Regions from separate parts of the Sus scrofa genome. Here region 1 is linked to region 2. Evidence: chromatin contacts called from public HiChIP or PLAC-seq data. All regions are on one chromosome and are shown on one strand. The core of a region is the stretch at or near the end of the contact, and the rest is flanking DNA. Distances in the headings are between cores, read along the strand shown. Region 1 holds the start of RET (proto-oncogene tyrosine-protein kinase receptor Ret). Region 2 has its middle 89 kb from the start of BMS1.

What was found. HiChIP or PLAC-seq counts read pairs in DNA pulled down with a chosen protein or histone mark.
Region 1: an H3K27ac HiChIP or PLAC-seq map of skeletal muscle shows a contact between it and region 2, with 4 times the contacts expected there. The contact joins the promoter of RET here to the enhancer-like site in region 2. A contact is called at or near these places in 1 of 5 promoter capture datasets (fetal liver), 7 of 47 Hi-C or Micro-C datasets (embryonic fibroblasts, epiblast stem cells, liver and 3 more) and 1 of 2 datasets of contacts at active chromatin or transcription factors (skeletal muscle).

Annotation. Positions count from the first base shown.
Region 1 is chr14:61,304,145-61,307,423 of Sscrofa11.1, forward strand. It overlaps RET (proto-oncogene tyrosine-protein kinase receptor Ret), which reads left to right and starts at 1,674. Exons shown (of 22, transcript XM_021072832.1): 1 at 1,674-1,955. The coding sequence starts at 1,889.
Region 2 is chr14:61,143,234-61,146,308 of Sscrofa11.1, forward strand. No RefSeq gene overlaps it. Among named protein-coding and RNA genes, the nearest start is that of BMS1, 89 kb to the left of the region's middle. Within about 2 kb of position 1,513, at least 4 of the 83 cell types and tissues checked have an H3K27ac peak or open chromatin away from gene starts, as enhancers often do. A contact at or near this core is called in skeletal muscle, where this site is marked.

The DNA.
Region 1 (3,279 bases), core at 424-2,923, 160 kb after region 2:
CCAGGGTAGTGTCTGGGAGGCACAGGGGTGGAGCTGGTTGGAAGAAGGGACCACACTACCCCCTTCCTCCCGCTTTTTCCTGCCATGGGAGCCTGTTTGTAACAAAGAAGACATTTCCTTCAGGCCCTCCCTTCCTACTCAGGTCCCTTCCCTGTGTAGAGGCCTGAATGTGGAGCTTTAGCAGCTATTATTAGCACCAGAGGTAGGGCCTGTCTACACCCAAGGGAGTTCCCCATGGCTAATGCCAGCCCCATAAATCCAAGAGCTGGGGCCCTGGGAGTGTGAGGCAGGCAACACAAGGTCTGGTGGCCGCAGGGCGGCTCTCCTGAGCTGGCAGCCCTGAGCCCTGGCCTCCTGCCAACAGGCCAACTCTGGACATCTCAGCTGGCAGAGCCCCCAGCCAGTCTGTCTTGGCAGCTCCTCCTCCTTCCTGCAAGGGTGACTTCACTTTGACTTCATATCTGCAGAGTGATGTGCAGCCGCTCTTATTCAGCCCTGAGCTCAGCCAGGCAAGAGGGCGGGGCTCTGTGCACAGCACGAAGAAGAGACACTGAAATAGGGGCACCTCAGGCCTGGGTATCCTGGACCCTCCCACCCCAAGGCCCCATGGGCTTCCAATTCTCTGTGCCTAGGTGGAGGCCAGATCTCAAAAGGCAGCTAGGGGATGGGAGGAGAACAGTGAATTTTTCCCACGGAGGCCTTGAACTCACCTCTGACCTCGCCCAGGACCCCTCAGAATTAGGGGCCTAGAGCCTTCCCTTGCTTTTTTGGGTGTGTTTATGGGCATCATTTCTTGGGGGCAAAAATTAAATTCTTTTGGGCTCCAGTTCTTCCCTACCACTTGGTCTGCTACCCAGTCAGCCCCACATCCTAAGAGTTCTGTTTGGAGGGTGTAGGGGGCACCCACCCTCCAAGAATCTCATAAAGCCAGCTCCAGATCTCTCTGAAAGGAGTGCCCAGAGTTTCTTGCTCCCATTAGTTGAACCAGTCCTAAAGAGGGAGGCTCACAAACTACCCCTAGGAGACTCCTACCGTCTTCCCCATCGCAACCTCCTCGGACCTTGTAAGCCACGAGCCAGGTTCGCCCCAAGAGTGCGCCGCAAGCGCTCATGCTCCCCCTTCCCTAGCCTGGGCTCTTCCCCTCCTCCCGTCTCTCTGGCCCCAAGAGAGGCCGCGCTCCCACCGCGCCTCCCACCCCCCCTCCGAGAAATGGCGGAGGATGCGCGCCGCGCCGGGAGCCTGGAGGCGGGGCGCCTTCCTAGTCTCCATGTCCGCTCGGACGCACCCCCAGCCAGTCTGCCCAGACCGCGCATCCCAGCGTGGTTTCCCTGCCCTCTCTGGGCGGCGAGGAAGGTCGAAGCGCTGAGACTACGAGCGGGAGCATAGGCTGAGAAAGAGTGGCTGTGCGTGCGGAGGTGCGCGGATTGGGGCTGAGACTGGCAGGCCGGCACCCCGCGTTCCGCACCTCGCTCCTATTCGCGCCCGACTCCGCCCGAGCACTGCGTACAGCCGTGGTCCCCTCACCCGCGCCCAGTGAGCTGCACCAGGCGGAGCCCGGAGGGTACCCGGTGCCCCGCCCTTACTCCCGCACCCCGCCCGCACCCTGGCCCCGGCCGACCCGCCCCCAGCCCGCCCCCCTGCCGCCCCGCCCCGCCCCTGCCCGCTCCGCGGGCGCAGCCCGCGCCCGCCCCGCCTCAGTCCCGCGGCTAGAGAGCCCGGCGCGCAGCAGCGGAGAGTACCCCGGAGCCCGCGCCCCGACGCTCTGTGGCCGCAGTGTCCGTCGCGTCCAGGGCGGGCATGGGGCGGCCTGGTTGAGCGTCGTACCCCGCCGCGGAGACCCCCAGCCCAAGCCACCGTGCCTCTCGCCGCGGCCCCTGCGTGCACGGCGATGGCGAAGGCGACGGTCGGTGCCGTGGGGCTGCGGTTGTTGCTGCTGCTGCCGCTACTCGGCGAAGGTGAGTCCAGCCGGGGACCGGTGCCTGTAGCGGCCGGGGAGAAGTTGGCGCCGCGCGGCGAGCGGCAAGCGGCGGAGTGGACGCGTTAGGAAACGCCTTTCTGTTTGCGGCGGGCAGCGGGCTGCGCAGTTGCCGGCCGCCTGGGCTCGGCTGGGAGAGAGGTGGTGTGGCGGACAGGGCGCCTCCGGCCCCGGGTTGGGCGGGTCTCGGGTCGGAGCAGGACGCGGGCCGGGCGGCCGGGGTCGCTGCCCAGAGCCCGAGTCGCAGCCGCGCGCCCTAGCCTGGTCGCGCCTCGTGCCGCAGTCGCGTCTTGGAGCGAACTGAACGGACCTTGTCGCCGTTTCGGTGCAGGTGGGGGAGGACCGGTGAGGTGGCCCTAGAAAGCCAGAGACTTGGGCGGGGAGTTCTGTTTCTGTAAAAGATTACTCTGTCGTGATTTCCTTTTTGCTCTACCCGTCGGCGCATTCCTCCTCCAGCTCCCATACCTTGCTTGGTTCGCCGCGGGATACGGAGGGGATCCGTTCTTTTTTAAAAGGTCACTTGTCTCTTGTGTTTTTTGGCCCAATTTTGTACTTAAAAAAAAAAAATCAAAAAGCCAATGGTTTCTAGGGAAGCTGCCCTCGAGATCCCGCTCATACTGGCCCAGCGCAGCCTGCTGAGGGCTAGCAGTGGCTCTGCCCCACCCGCAGCTTTAGAGTCCCGCGCTGCTGCCAGGCTGGAGTTCCCAAAGGTGCGGCCTTTTGGACCATTTGACGGCTCTAGGCCAACCTGTACCAGGCGCTTTTGACCATCTTGGAGTGGAGTAGAGCTGTGTGCCACCAACATTGGTGCTGGGAGAATTAGATGTAGCCTTGCAAAGGCTGGTCATTGCCCCTTCCTTCAAACCCTGACAGGGTGAGTGAACCCGCAGAGTCTTTGACCCATCTTGGCCACGAATCTTAGTTTCCTTTAAACTGTCCCTGACTTCCCTTCTGCAGTTATGCACCAAGTTTCCCTCTGAGAGAAGAGCCTCAGCCACCCTCCCCCACCGCTTACAAAGGGCTTTCTCTCCCTGTGGCCTTTGGGAACAGAAGAGGCGGTGGCCCCCTGCTTCCAGCCTCAGGTCCTGCACAGACTCTGGGACCACTGGGTTCACAGTTCCGCTCAAGACTTCGTTTTCGTGATTGGATCCTGAGCTCCAGAGGCAGATGCTGAAGCCAGAATGTGCCCCAAGTCCATCATAGGGAAGGCAGGGAAGAAAACCTTTCCTTGTCCTGGAAAGGATGCAGGAAAGTCTGTTTCCAGCAATGGAAGTCTGGGGATCACAGTGCTGTGGCAAGAAGGG
Region 2 (3,075 bases), core at 263-2,762:
CAGTTACTGGACCATCACCCCAGATGCTTGTCCCTGAACCTCAGACTTGTCACTGCTGGGTTTGGCATTAAGACATCATTTTTTTTTCCTTTATTGGCCACCCCATGGCATGTAGAGTTCCTGGGTCAGGGATCATATCCGAGCCTCAGCTGCGATCTATACCACAGCTGTGGCAACACTGGCTCCTTAACCCAATGTGCTGGGCCAGGGATTGAACTTGTATTCTGGCACTGCAGAGACACCACTGATCCTGTTGCACCACAGTGGGAACTCCAAGACATTAACTTGGTATCGCTCTCGATCAGAATTTCTTTGCTCTGTGGTTGGACATCTGCTCTAGTTTCTGTTCTCATCTTTTCTTTTGCTATTTGTGTTTCATTCTTGTAAACTATCTGTTTCAGACCCATCGTGCCTTTATCCATCAAGGACTTGCTGAATTCATTAAAATTTGAGGGAATTTTTTATGTATTACAAAACTAGTTATATTTGATAGAAATATTTTCAGTTTGTTTTCCTTCTAATTGTACTTTTTTTCTTAGAGATTCAGATTGTTTGCTCCTTGAATCATGGCCCTGATTTTGCCTGTGAAAGGGGATTGTCCCTGTCCTATTTCAGTTTCCCACCCTGTGTTGGGAGGCCAGTTGAGCCTGTCTGGTCTCAGGGGCCAAGTCTTGTGGAATGGAGGCCTAGACACTGCATCATGCTTTATTCCCTCTCAGGCCCCAGAGGGCAAGTCAGCCCCTGGCCAAGGGTTGGGGACACAGAGAGTCATCCTAGGATCCGAAGGACCAGGTGGGTTAGCTCCTGACAGCTCTGGGAGGGCAGCTACAGTAGAACTCACCCACACCTGAGAAGGGAGGTCCCACTGCAGTCCGGCGTGGCCCTCTACCCTGATTTGCACTGGGTGAGCCCTGGAGGATTCCCTACAGATGGGGTGGGAGCACTTGAAGGGTTTTGTACAAAGACAGGGAGGGAGGGGCTGAGTCACAGGCTCTGAGCAAGACCCCTCCTAGCTCGTCCCTTCCCTAGACCCTGGCACCCACCATCTTAGCCTCCTGCCCATTGCACCCTCCCCTTGGGGTGCGTTGGCCAAGGTCAGTCTCACGGATCATGCCCTGTCCCCCTCCCCACAAGCCTTCCCTCATGGACTGCTGATCTCCAGGCCTTGGCACAGACTTCCTTGGCTTGCATCTTGGAGGACTTCCTGGTAGAGGTGTCCCTGGCACAGGCTGGCCCACATTGAGGCATGGTAGATGGTTGTCAGATTAATGTGATTGTTGGAATGACAGGCTCTGGCAGGAGAGTGAGGTTCCCTTCTGGTCCCCCTGGGACCTCCTCCACCCCTTCAGATGTGAATGTGGGGTTCAGGGTGCTCTGGGTGGATGAGAGGCTGGGAGGTGCTCCTTTCTGGCCTCACTGCCGAGCCTGGGTGCAGTTCCGGAAGGCAGCCAGCCGTCCCCTTGTCTCCTGCCTCCTTTGTGTGTGAGTCACCATCTGGAAGTCGCCTTCATTTGTTTCAATTTAACGGGACTTGGCTCATCCTGGGAGCACGGCCACCGGCTTGTCCTTCCTTCCACTGTAGCTTTATGCTCTGAGAAGAAAGGGGGCAGGGTGCAGAGTGCTTGGCAGTAAAGCACTTCCCCCTCATCATCTTTTAAAAAAATTTCCTTTACAGAAGCAATGGGGGAAATTTACTGGCCTGTCAGAAAAGCCATTGCTCATCAGACTGGAGAAAGGAAAAGCAGAGGTCATCAATTCATGGGCAGTGTCTCAGGAAGGGATTAAATCATTTAGCAACATGTCCTTAAGAAATCATTGAAGCCTCGTACTGCCATTTTCTTTTCCTGGACCTTCCCATCAAATACATTTTCCAAATGCAAGGCGAGTCAGAGGCTGATGGTCAGAAGGCTGTGCCTGCTCCATTTCTAGAAGACTAGGCAGACCTGTGTGGGTGTGTGGATGAAACACACACATGTGCCTACATGTGCGAACAAATCGGCGTTTGTGTGATATGGTTATATAAACACTCACACACACAAACACAGCCATTGTCTAGCTGTGATGTTCAGTTTTCCTATGTTTGTGTTATTTGTAAGTTGCCACAAATTCATTAATAAATAAAGGTGTGTGTGTGTGTGTGTGTATATATATGTGTGTGTGTATATATATACATATATATATAAATATTTATATGTATATAAAAGCCACTAGCTACTGGATTTCAAGAGGTGGGTTAGAGTCCCTTGGATGTATATCACTTCTGTCACATGCAGGGCTCTGAAGCACCTACCCTGGTGTCATCAGGTGACCAGGGAAGCCCCAGGCTGGCATGCCCCTTGAGAGTCAGTGGACCAGTGGTTGGGAGCTTTGGCCTTAAGCGGGCTGGACCAGGGTTCAAATTGCAGCTCTGTGCTAGTGAGTTGTGCAACCTACCCTCTCAGCACTGTCCTCCTAGGGCCACATGAGCCTGTATAATCTGTGACTGGCATTTAGTTGGTGGAGGGGGGTCCTTTTGGTTGACAATGTGCCTGAAGTTCTGACAGCCTCTCTCAACAGGACAGACAGTTCACTGGGACACTTGACCAGGCAGGAGTATGAGATATGGAGAAGTAAGATATTGTGGAGGCCTATTTTATGTGTCAACTTGACTGGGCCATGGGGCACTCAAATTAAACATCATTCCTGGGTAGGCCTATGAGTGTGTTTATGGAAGAGATTAAGATTTTAACTGGTAGACCGAGTAAAGCAGATTGCTCTTCCCACATGGGTGGGCCTTGTATAATCATTTGAAGCCTGCATAGAGCAAAAAGTGGAGGGAGGCTTTGTTCCTTTCCTGCCTGCAGATTGAGCTGGGACATTGGTTTTCTTCTGTCCTTGGACTAGGGCTTACACCATCAGCTCTCCGTGTCTTAGGCCTTGGATACAGACTGGAATCATACCACTGGCTTTCCTGCATCTCCAGCTTGCAGATCCCAGGGCTTCTTAGTCTTTGTAGTCATAGGAGCCAGCTCCTCATAATCAGGCTCCTATTATACATACCTCCCATTGGTTCTATTCCTCAGGAGAACCCTGAGT